Regions from separate parts of the Rattus norvegicus genome. Here region 2 is linked to region 1. Evidence: chromatin contacts called from public Hi-C data. All regions are on one chromosome and are shown on one strand. Each heading gives the region's core, a stretch centred on a gene start, on an enhancer-like site or on the middle of the called end of the contact. The rest is flanking DNA. Distances are from core to core; before and after follow the strand shown. Region 1 holds the start of Tmem39b (transmembrane protein 39b). Region 2 holds the start of Khdrbs1 (KH RNA binding domain containing, signal transduction associated 1).

The links. Hi-C and Micro-C count contacts between places; a contact is called where the count stands out from the background.
Region 2: a Hi-C map of the A7r5 cell line shows a contact between it and region 1, with 1.8 times the contacts expected there. The contact joins the promoter of Khdrbs1 here to the promoter of Tmem39b in region 1. A contact is called at or near these places in 2 of 12 Hi-C or Micro-C datasets (the A7r5 cell line and mammary epithelial cells) and 1 of 1 datasets of contacts at active chromatin or transcription factors (oligodendrocytes).

Annotation. Positions count from the first base shown.
Region 1 is chr5:147,327,707-147,334,012 of GRCr8, forward strand. It overlaps Tmem39b (transmembrane protein 39b), which reads right to left and starts at 3,189. Exons shown (of 9, transcript NM_001014192.1): 1 at 3,084-3,189. The coding sequence starts at 3,087.
Region 2 is chr5:147,369,916-147,376,221 of GRCr8, forward strand. Khdrbs1 (KH RNA binding domain containing, signal transduction associated 1) reads right to left here and starts at 3,533. Exons shown (of 9, transcript NM_130405.2): 1 at 3,074-3,533. The coding sequence starts at 3,455.

The DNA of each region.
Region 1 (6,306 bases), core at 1,939-4,438:
CCTATGAAGCAGCTCCTGCCTGCTTCTTTGTCCCCTGCTATTCTCTGCCTGGGTCCCACCCTACTCAGTGCTCCAGGTATCCATGGCCCCTCTCTTTCCAGCAAGCACATGTGTCTTGTGTGCACTACTGTACACATGTATGTGGAGTTGGGCTCCAGGGACCGATCTCAGGTCGGCAGGTCTGCACAATTCTCTCTAGCTTGTCCTCGTTCCTGTCACTTTCAAACAGGACCTCTCATTGGTCTGGGACTTGCCAACCAATTAGGTTAGGCTGGCTGGCTAGTGAGCCCCAGGGATCCCCAGATCTCGGTCTCCACAGTGCTGGGATTACACTTAGGTTACCACATCCGCCTTTTTTACATAGGTTCTGAGGATCAAAGTCAGGTTCTCACGCTGGTGAGTGGCAAGCACACTCAGAACTAAGGTATCTTTCCAACACTTTCTTTTAGGTTTATTTATTTTATGTATGAGAATACACCATTGCTGTCTTCACACACATTAGAGAGGACAAGAGATCCCACTACAGATGGCTGTGAGCCACCATGTAGTTGCTGGGAATTGAACTCAGGACCTCTGGAAGAGCAGCCAGTTCTCTTAACCGCTGAGCCATCAATCTAGCCTCCCAATCCTTCTTTTTTAGGTTTTTGAGACAAGAGTTTCTCTGTGTAACCCTAGCTCATCTGAATTTCACTCTGTAGACCAGGCTGGCCTCCTACTCAGAGATCTGCCTGCCTCTGCCTCCCAAGTGCTAAGACTGAAGGTGTGAGGGAACACACATACACCCCTCCCCTGGCACAGTCAACTTCTTTTTCCTTTGTGCTCCAGTTTACCAACGCAGGGGTTCTTTGTAAATTCAGAGCTCGACATTTCACTAATGGCTTGCCTCAGTGTGCTGGGACTGATTACAGGTGCCACACCTGCCCAGCCAGCTTCCAGACAGGTGAGGAACTCAACTCTGGCCCTCAGGACTTCAAGCGCTTCATTCCCTGGGCCTTTTCCCAGCCCCCTTACTGCCATTTTAGAAGGAGTTGCCCCTCCCCCCCCCATTCTATTCTTTCCACATTTCATTCTCTGAAATTCTTTTTTTTTCTTTTCTTTTTCTTTTTTCTTGGAGCTGGGGACCAAACCCAGGGCCTTGCATTTGCTAGGCAAGCGCTCTACCACTGAGCTAAATCCCCAACCCCCTGAAATTATCTTTTTAAAAAACAATCTTGGGTGGAGAGATGGCTCAGTGGTTAAGAGCACCCGACTACTCTTCCAGAGGTCCTGAGTTCAATTCCCAGCAACCACATGGTGGCTCACAGCCATCTGTAATGAGATCTGATGCCCTCTTCTGGTGTGTCTGAAGATAGCTACAGTGTACTTATATATAATAAATGAATAAATCTTAAAAAAAAAAAACAAAAACAAAAACAATCTTTAAGGCTCTCTTGCCCTTTTGCTCTAGCTCTCCTCTCACTCCTTCCCCTGCCTCTCTCCATGTGCTTATAGCCACCTTCTACTTCTCTACTCCTTTTCTCTGCCTTCCTCTGTCTCTACTACACTCTTAGCTCCCCTCCCCATGCTCTGAATAAACTCTATTTTACACTCATAAAAGAATTTTTTTAATTCATTTTGTGCATGAACGTTTTGCATGTGTGCACGTATGTATGCCCAATGCATGCAGAAGCCAGAAGAGGGCTTCAGGTCCCTGGGGCTAGAGCTAGGGATGGGTGTGAGTCACAATGTGGCTGCTAGGCTTTGAAGCTAGGCCCTCTACAGAAATAAAAACACTCAACAGTTGAGCAATCTCTCCAGAACCTCTGAAATTACCTTATACCCTAACACGTTTGCTGGCTCACCCTCTAAAATGGAAGGTCAGTAAATTCACTTTTTTAAGCGACTCTCTATGTAAGCACAGGGTAGCCTCAAACTCACAATTCACCTGCCTCAGTCTCCCAAATGCTAGGATGGATGACAGGTATGTGCTACCAGTGTTATTTTCACTGCTTTCCCCTTATTCCAGTTCACGGGAGCAGTGAGGTAAGATTTTCAGACCCCGAGTTCTGAGCTGCTCTGCTCTGGTATTTGCTGGACTTCATCTGGATTTGAGTCTCCAGAAGCTTGCAATCTGGCCAGGTTTGAGATGAGTTTTTCCTCCAGGGCTCTGAGATCTAACTCAATGACCTACGGCCTGAGCTCAACGTCAGGATGGCCTTGGAAAGAGTCCCGTGGTTGTGAATCCGAAATCTAAGATTTTACAAAACTATATCCTTAAGTTTAGTAGTCTAGTCTACGATCCCAGGCAGGCAGCATCCTGCACATAGCTCCCAAACCCTGAATCGAAGTTATAACTTATTAAACTTCCTCACAGCAAAACAGTAGCCTCCATTCATAAACATTGTGCACAAGCTTTCCTATCTCTGAAGGTTTTCTGACAGCTCTTCAAAATATGCATGTTCAAAGAGCTGACTTCAAGCCCCCAGACCGGAAGCTTTGTTCACGCATTGTTATCTTTGGTTTGGAAACATCCCCCACCCAACACACACCCCCTCAGCCCAGGAACTCTGCCCACACCCACTATCTTTTAGAAGCTCTGCACCCACTTAAAGCCCCTAGCCCAGAAACCCCGCCCACACACAACTGTCAACCCAAAGACCCCGCCCACAAGTCAGGCAAAGCTCACTAAGACTATATAAGCTTGGATCAGAATGGACTCCCTTGGTGGGCTAGGTATCCCTCCGGTCCCACCGCTTTCAGTGCAAACTCCTATAGTCCAGAAGATTGGCTCCCCCACCGGCGACCACAAGCCTAAAACCGCACCCTTAGCTCACAAACCCTTCCACCAGGGTGCCCGGCTCCCATTTCCAGCTAGGAGAATTGTGTGCCCCAAAGAAAGCCCGAGCCCCTCGGGGCCCTTTCCCTTTTGGAAACTCCGCCTACCACGCAGCGACCCGCCCCCTCAGGACCGGAGAGGCGGGGTCCCGTCTGAGCCGCGTCCCTTCCCCTCCCCCTCCCCGCGACTCCGGTCCGCGTGGGGCGGCAGTTAGCAGCCAGGTTCCCCCATCCCGCGACCCCGGAGGAGCCCAGCTAGCTCTGCTCACCCATCTCCTTCCCCCGGCGCTCTCCGCTCGCCGCCGCAGCTCCTGCGGGCAATATGTCGGAGGCGACGGCGGCCGAGAGAGGACTAACCGCCGCAGCCCGACCGGGTATCAGCCGCACGCTCCCTCCGGCTGCTCAATTTGCATGCTAGGCGGGCTAGGAGTCGGGAGCGCGCTTCTTAAAGGGGCCGTTTGGACAAAAGCTGTGCTAGCGCTCTTTGTCTTGGCTTTCCCGACGCCTTTCCTGCAGCTGCTGCTTAAGAGATTCTGAAGGGGGGCGAACCCACCTCTTGTGTTTCTTCACCCTGTTCTGGATGAAGGAGGACACCAGAGCGGCCTTCTGCCTCTAGTGAAATCATGTTCTTGTGCAACACAGTCACCTCATACTCAGCGCGTCCCAAACCGGGCTTTCAGTGCTCTCTGGTTTTATTGTACTTTGGCCCACCCGAGTCAAAATCTAGGAGTCACTAACCTTTTCCTCCAAAACTCTATATCCAATCTTTGACCTAATCTTGATGACCTAAGCTCTATGCATTTCTCATCTTTATTCCGCTGTTCATTTTACTGCTGCGACCTTAGATTAGTGCCTGCGCCTGCCATTTTCAAATTCTGAAATATTCTTGGGTATTAATAATCACCTATTAGGGTTCTTTATTAACATTGTAGAACTTGGTGTGTGGGGAAGGAGGAGGAGGGATGCACATAGTACTGGACATGGGAGGGCAACCTGTAGGAGTACGGATTCTTCTTCCATGTAGGATGTCGGGCTCGTATACAAGAACCTTTACTTGCTGAGCCATCTCAGCAGCCCTTTGAGCTCGGTTTTTGAGTCAGGGCCTCTGGTAGTCCCGGTTGTCCTTGAATTTGCTACGGACTAGAGGATGGCCTTGAATTTCTGACCCTGCTTCAGAGTGTCAGAATTACTCCCATGACAGATTTATGCAAGGATGGAAATAAAACCTAATGCAAGCACAAATTATCTTGTAGGCATGGAAGATTAAATGAGACAATCCTTGTAGTACCTGTTTTAATCAGTGTAAGCCATCATTGTGTTTGGCAAGCACGTAAGAGAGGGAGCAAATAGCTACTGTTACTGTTGGTGTAATTTCCTCCCTTACAAGACTGATAAGTAATTTATGGGGGGAGGAGAGGGGTTAAAATTAGGGCCAAACGCAAGCTAGGCAAGTGTCCTACCACTCAGCTATGTTCCCAGCCTCATAAGCAATCTTTATATCAACTAGACAAAGGTTAGACAAAGGTTTCTCTGGGTATCCCTGACTGTCCTGGAACTCACTTTGTAGACCAGGCTGACCTCGAGTTGAGACCCATCTGCCTCTACCTCCTAAGTGCTAGGATCAAGGCAAGCACCACGACCATGATACCCAGCTCCTCATAAGCAATTTTAGTCCTCTTGTGACTTCATTGATTATCATGTTTGGCACACATTAATCAAATGAATTACAAAATACTAATAAATTTCTACAGAGCCTAAATTATAAGGGCAGACAGACATAATAATTGGTAAATTCTGTAAAATATTAGAAGAGAATGTTGGGGCTGAAGAGACGGCTCAGTGGTTAAGAACACTGGGGTTGGGGATTTAGCTCAGTGGTAGAGCACTTGCCTAGCAAGCACAAGGCCCTGGGTTCGGTCCCCAGCTCTGAAAAAAAAGAAAAAAGAAAAAACAAAAAACAAAAAACAAAAACAAAAAACACTGACTGTTCTTCCAGAGGTCCTGAGTTCAATTCCCAGCAACCACATGGTGGCTCACAACCCTGATGTGTCTGAAGACAGCTAAAGTGTACTCATCACATAAAATAATTTAAAAAAAAATGTTGGATGAGTAGTAAAACAGGGAAGGGTGTCCAGACGCCTTTAAGTAGGATGGGGAAGGCAGGCAGGCTTTACTGAAATGACTTAGAGGAAGTATCTGGGGAGAGTGAAGATTCTAGACGGGACAGTAAGGGCACTCGGCCTGACGTGTTGAAGGAGGGGGATGGAAGTGGGTAGCAGTGCGTTTGCAGATCTGTAGCTCCAGCATCCCAGTGTGTTGATACAATCCAGGCTCACCTATCATGTGGGAAAGACAGTTGCATCCACCTATCTGATTGGTCTGTAGGCAAGCATGTAGGCATTTTCTTGATTAATGATTGATGTGAGAGGGCTCAGCCCACTGTGGGTGATGCCACCTCTCAGCAGGCGGTCCCGGGATGTACAAGAAAACAAGCTGAGGAAGCCATTGGGAAACAAACGAATTGTTGCTTCCTATAGCCTCTGCTTTAGTTCCTGACTGACTCTAGGTTTTGCGGACTTCTCTTCATGATGGACCAGAACTATAAAATGAAAGGAACCTTCTCTTTACCATGCTTCTTTTGGCCCTGGTGTTTATCACAGCTATAAAAACCTAACTAGGATACAGGAGATCCTGTCTCTAGTCTCAGAAGGCACTAGCTTTCTGTGCATATATTCACACACACACACACCCACTCCTTAACTAAGGAGAGGGGCCAGAGAGATGGCTCAATACTTAGCACAACTTAGCTGAATCTAGAGGACCCAAACTCCCAATACCCATATATAGCAGCTGCCAACTGTCTATACAGCCAGTTTCCGGGTCTAATGCTCTCTTCTGGTATCTGTGAGCACCATACACACACCAAAAGCCGGGTCATTCCTAGGAATGTGTGTGTGTTTAACACCTAACCCTATTTTTAGTTACTGCTATATCCTGGCATTTGCTACACCTTAATGAAGAAACAGAAGGATGTATTGAACTATACCAAATTTAGAGGTAGGCAGAGCATAGTATGAAAACTTCCTAGGAGGGGTCAGATCTGATATTAGAGTAGTAGTTCAGGGATTTTGTTCAATGGTCCAGTGTCTGTCATAAGCCCCTGAGATTAATCTCTAGCATGATCTTTTGTTTGCTAAGTGTGCTTGTACCATATGGGGATGAAAACATCTCTTGAATTAGGTAACTGCCTGTTAAGTTTGTAGGGAAATCTATGAATCTGCAATGTAGAATATGCAAACCTCGTACATAGTGAAGTCCCAGAAGTATTTACTGAATCGACTTGGCATACGCACAACTCAGTGTAAGACAGCAAGGGCACCCATGGGTCCAACCCCCTTCTATGACTACTTGCTCTATATCCATTACTTCCAAAAGAAAGCCAATTCTCCCTTGGGAAATTTCTCTTCCTCAGTCCATTTGTGGTTGAATCTT
Region 2 (6,306 bases), core at 2,283-4,782, 43 kb after region 1:
GTGTATAATGAGGGAGCAAGGAAGAACCTTTTAGCTATTGGAGGGAAAAAGGAGTTAAGTGTGTGAACCAAATGTAGATTGACTGTAAGTCCTGTTGATGTTGCTAATTTTGTTGTTTAGTCAACTATCATGTTTGCCTTTTATCTCCTCATCTGTACTGGTAATAGGATTGTCTTCTCAGCCATCCAGAGGCAGGTAGCTCTAAGTTTGAGGACAGCCTAGTCTACATAGTTAGACCCTAGCTCAAAAACAAACAAAAAACCAAAACAATAAAAAACAACAAAAATAAAAACTGGGGCCTGGAAGATGGCTCAGCAGTTAAGAGCACTGGCTGTTCTTCCAAAGGACCTGGGTTCAATTCCCAGCACCCAGATGGTAGCTCACAGTGGTCTATTAACTCCACACCCAGGGGATCTGAAAACCTCACAGTCAGACATACAGGCAAAATACCCATGCACATAGAAATTAATAAAGAAAAATTTAAAAATATAAATAAGGCAAAAGCAAAAAAGACCCAACTTTAAAAATTAAAGTGTTTTCTCTTAGTAACCACACTGAAGTTAAACCTGTGACTGCAGAGCTAAAAGAAACATTTAAAAACAATATTTAAGGGGCTGGGGATTTAGCTCAGTGGTAGAGCGCTTACCTAGGAAGCGCAAGGCCCTGGGTTCGGTCCCCAGCTCCGAAAAAAAGAACCAAAAAAAAAAAAAAAAAAAAATTTAAAAAAAAAAAAACCCTGTTGAAAAAAGAATGATCACCTGCACTTGAAGTCAGAAAGGCCAAACTATGCCCTGTGTATATAGGAATTTATAAGCAGAAGAAAACGATGGTGACATTTTGTTTGGTGAGTACAGGTCAGAGGTAACTGGCTGATTTTACACACAACCTAGATCTCACACTCACCACTGCACAGATGACACTGCAGAGTTAGTTTCTCAGGACCAAGTAACTAGTTAACAGTCAGTTTCCAAAGTTAACATCTTCGACCTGATATAACTCTTTAGCAATTAACCTGACAGGTTATAAAGATTTGAGGAAATAAAAATAAGACTACCAAGTCAACCTTTCATAGTGATATTCTTCAGTCGGCAGGCACTTATCAAAGTCAATCAAACACAGGTGTTTGCTATTTGCAAGCCGGTATAAAAAAATATAAAAGATAATGGCCTGAAAATGTAGATAAGTTAGTAGAGTACTAAGCCTGATCCTAGGCACTGCACAAACTGAATGTGGTGGGGCACACCTCCCAAACCCTGGAGGAAAAGGACCACAAGTTCCAGGTCACAAAGGGCTATATATAAATGTAGATATATGTAAATACCCAGCCTCAGCTACTTGAGACCTGCCTCATTTAAAAAAAAAAGGGGGGGGGGTTAAAAATCCTTACAGTAACTAAGTTGTCAGAACAAAAGAACAAAAACATAAGAACCTGCGTGTTACAGAATGAAGGTCCTGAGCTGAAATGCAAACAATTGATGTTTCTATTTACTGACCACAAGTTTGGTTTACTGTGCTTCAAAGGTCCTCACTTATTTTTCCATTTGACTGGAAAGAAAAGCAGGTCTTTAAAGTCATTGTCCATCCACGACCTTTTTGCATTGTACAAACGGTAAAGCCCCTTCAACAACGCTGGGAGACAGAGAACAGATGAAGGAAAATGGTATTTTCCTTTTATTTCTTTTCGGATTTGTATTTTGAGTGCCTCTGTAGGACAAAAGAGAACATCAGTCCCCCAGTGCTGAAGTTACAGGTGTCTGAGAGCCACCTGATGTGGGCGCTGGGAACTGAACCCCTGTGGAAGAGCAGAAAGTGCTATTAACCGCTGATCCACCTCTCCATTAGATAATGGTATTTTCACAATGACCTGTCCACAGTACCATTCTGGCCAGAGTCTGTCAATCTCTCAGACGGTCTTTGATGAAATAACTTTATTCCTCGTGGATAGGGTCGAATATATATTTTGGAGTGGGTTGGGGTCTAAAAGCAGACGCTTTCTATTGGCTTGGACTGAGAGGTTAGACTCTCCATGGGGTGTCTTGGTCAAGTGTTACCAAGGTCCAGGACAGTTACCAGGTCAAGAGTGGGTTTCTGAATCCGCTCAACCTCTCCAGTTTTTGTCTGGTAACAAGGTTCCATCTGCCCCACAAAACTCCAACTATTCAATCAGTGAGACAGACTGTGATATCTAAAATTTAGATATCATAAAAAAATACTTACTAAAAACCATGTCTAACTACAAGTGAGGGTCCAATAGGCGGTTTGAATAAGAAAAATGTCTAAGTCGCTCAAGTCAAGAGAAGAGGGCTCACTAGTCTACAAGCAGAGAACAAAGGCTACCATTCTTAAACTATCTCTACTCAAGCAAGAACTAAAACAAAAAGACTAATTTCTCGTTCATCTCCCGCAAAAGAACCTGCCGTCCCTTACCTCCATCATTTCCCCATTTGCATAACTTCAAAAACACATTTTAAAATAAAGGAGAGAAAACCATCCGGGTCTGTAGCAATTCTTATTCGACAGGCCGAAACGGAAAACTTTGCTTGAGAAAACCTCAAGCTCCGGGATTCTCTGGTCGCCCCGACCTCTGATGAACTTAAACCCGAGTTCCCGCTAAATCCCGCAGCACCGCTCCGTAGAGGCGCCGCGCGGGACCGGCATTCCGGCAGTTTTTACCTTTACAACCCAGGTCAAGGCACTCTCCACCACCCGCGACCCCGCCTCCCCAAATTGTTTTCTCTTTGGGAAAGCTGGGAGAAGTAGGTTCATTTCTGGTAAGAGCTGGTCCTTGGCGCGCGGGGCAACTACTACCGGAGGAGAAGGGGGCGGGAGCACGGTACTATCCATCAACCTCTCCGCGCTCGGAGATCGCGAGTCCTCTTCGGGCCTCGACCGCGGTTCCGAAACCTCCCCTTATACCCTGATCCGGGGTGGGACTGAGGGTGCAGAATCTCTAAGGCTAGGTCGAGATGAGCACTCTCGATGCCTGGGCTCCGAGGGGGCGGGAGCAAGAACAAAGCGGCGGCCACCCACCGCCGGTACCGGGAGACCCCAAAGTACGCCAAGACCCGCTTACCTACGGACAGCAGCTGCATGGCGTGAGTGAAGGACGGGTCGAGCGAGTCCTTCTCAGCCATGAGTTCAGGCAGGTACTTATTCTCCGGCTCCATCTTGGCCGCGGCTGTGGCTGACGGGGGCAGTAGCGGGGTCGGCGCGGAACCCACCACAGTCGCGTCGGGACCCGGATTAGAGGGAGGCAGCAGCGGCGGCGGCTGCGTAGCGGGCGAGGCCCGAGCGCCTCCTCTGGGCCCACCTCCGCCTCCCCGGGACCGGTGAGGAAGCGGCGACGGCCGAGACGGGGTCAGACGCACCGAGGGGTGGGCACCTGACGGGTCCTTGGAGCAGCTGCGGCCCGAGGACCGGGTGAGGCGCGCGGCAGGGTCGTCCCGGCGCTGCATCAGGAATGATGTGTGGCGAGCGAGCGAGGAAGCGACGCGACGGCGCTGAGGCCCGAGCGGCGGTTGGCGGGGGTGGAAGAACGGGAGCGACAGCGACCGAAGCCGACCCGAGCGACCCAGCGAGAGAGCACCGGAAATGAGGCGGCGCGCGTGCGCAGGCGCCTACCGGCACCGCCCTTGAGTTTCTCCGCGGAGAACAAAGTCCCCAGTTGGGCCACGACGCCTGCGCCGACTGAAGACGTAGCCTCCCCACTCAGGCTCCGAGTTTATTGCGCCTGCGCAGACGCCGGCCGCCTTCGTTCGTTTCTTTTCCTTTTCCACGTGACCCGGCGCTAGCGGTACACGTGTCTCCCCTCCCCCTCCCTCGGGCGGAGTGCGCGGAGGGGGCGGGCGCCGTGGAATGTCTTTGTCTGCGCTCGGGCCCGCGGAGTGTGCGGCAGGAGACCTGTTATTCGTGGGCCACGCCTCCTTCAACGGCCGAGCCTGGGGAGGTCCCGGGGGAACGGTGCTGCTGTGTGGTTCGGGGGCCGCCTCTCCAGCAAGGAAATGAAAGGAACGCTTCTGGAGAGAGGGGAACGCGAGGATTAGAGCAAAGCGAGGCCGAAAGAGAGGGAAAGACTGCGCGAACGGGATGGGAAGATGGGGATGCTGGGAGAGGCTGACCCCGGGTGGGTGTGAGAAAGGGAAGCCAGGAATGGGAAATAGAAGACTAAATGCTATGTATTGCAGAACTGAAACTCAGAAGGGGTCAGTCAGAGACGCAAACAACGGAAAAAAAGGGCTCCCTCCATTCCCAAGTAGAGCATCCAGGAAGTCAGACACCAAGATTTCTATTAGAGCAGGTTCAAATTTGGTGAGAGAATTATTAAAAGATACATTTGGGGCCAGAACAACTGGCAATACTGTTTGTCACCTGTTTGGTTGGAGTCCCCAGCTCCCCTACCCCCAGTAAATTCCAATTTTCTCTCTCTCTCCCTCCAACCCCGCCCACTTAGAAAGCCTCAGAACAGAAAAAGGCGCCAAAAAACCCAGTCCCGAATTCTTGACTGTCCTAATCCACCTCATCTGAAGTCACCAGCTACCCAAATCTCTCCCTCTCCCTTGATGACCCCAGCCCAGCCTGTGGTAGACACATCATTTTTATTGCCTACACTCTTATTGAAAACTTACCAGCCATAGTCTGCCCCTGATTTATTCCGGTACTCTGAGGCTGGTGGTCTCGCCTGGGAGCCCATTCCCAAATAAACATGCCTTTTTTATTTTTTTAATTCGTCTTGAATTGACTTAGTTCATTGGGGGAAAAACTATCATCAACCTGAGTTCTATCCCCTGGCCCAAAATAGGAGAGAACCAATTCTCCCAAGTTTTGACCTCTACATGCACATAGTGGCCTTCACGTCTACCCCTACTAAGGGAATGAGGTGGTTATCCTTCATAGTGTTCTGAGGAGGGAGAGCCACAGAATTACCTCAAGTTTGAGACAAGTCTGGCCTACATACACAGCTCCAGGCCACCTAGGATATCGAAGGGACACCCTGTCCCCCAAAAGCAAACTAAGAAGCTTCTCAGGTCGCTGGCATACACACAGTCCTAGCACGGGTTAGACTGAAGCATTCTGTTGCCACCTTCCGTTTATTCTGTAAAACAGTGAGTACGGGCCCAGTCTTAGACCATGTTGGCTGTCTAGTTCTCAGAGCTCCTACTACTGGTATGAATGCTAGTCTTTCACTACGGATCCTATTGCCCTCTCTCAAAAAGACAAACGCGTTTTCTTCCCTTAACATTTTCACCGTAGAGTCCTGGCTGTCCCAGGACTCACTCTGAAACCCCAGGGTAGCTTTCAACTCACAGCAATTCAGTCTTAATCTTCAGAATGCTGGAACAACAGGACACAAATCACCATGAGACAGACACTACTGCTCTAATACCTCACAGTCTCCAGGGTATTCCCTTCATCCTGGGGTGATGTATGCAGATGGAGCCCAAATCTCTCCCATGAACAGTCTGAGGCAGAGACGTCAAGATGGCTAAGCTGCTTAGACTGTTGTCAGGCCTGATGATCTGAGTCAATCTCCAAGACCACATGCTGGGAGGAGAAAACTGACTCTCAAAAGCTGTCCCCTGATCTATGCGTGTGTGCCATGGAACAATACACACATGTGCACAGACAAAAAATTAAGATCTAAGCAAAACTTTAAAAAATATCTATTAACAGGGCTGGAGAGATGGCTCAGTGGTTAAGGGCACCGACTGCTCTTCCAGAGGACCTGAGTTCAATTCCCAGCAACCACATGGTGGCTCACAACCATCTGTAATGGGATCTGATGCCCTCTTCTGGTGTGTCTGAAGACAGCTACAGTGTACTCATAGATAATAAATAAATAAATAGATCTTTAAAAAAAATCTATTAACATAGTTTTTAAGATGTCAAGTGACTTAAAAGGTTGGTGGGGTTTTTTTTTTTTTTGGTTTTTTGTTTTTGTTTTTGTTTGTTTTTTTTTTGTTTGTTTGTTTCTTTTTAGTTTGGATTCGTTTAGCTCTTGTTCAGGGTTCTTACTATGTATGTAGCCCTGGCTAGCCTGGAACTTTATTTGGAGACCAGACCAGCCTATCCCCCTCTGCCCCTCTCTGTCTCTCTCTCTCTGCCCCTCTGCCCCTCTCCCTCTGCCTCTGCCCCTAGAGTGCTAGGATATGCCACCACAGCCACCTGAAAAAGATCTCTAAAATGTAAATTTATAAATTTTATCTCTGTTTTAGTCACCTAACTACTTGTCTCTAACATTTGTGTTTGAACCACTCATTAAAGCTACCCAGAGAAAGCATTGAAAAAAGGCCATCCCCAAATATTTCG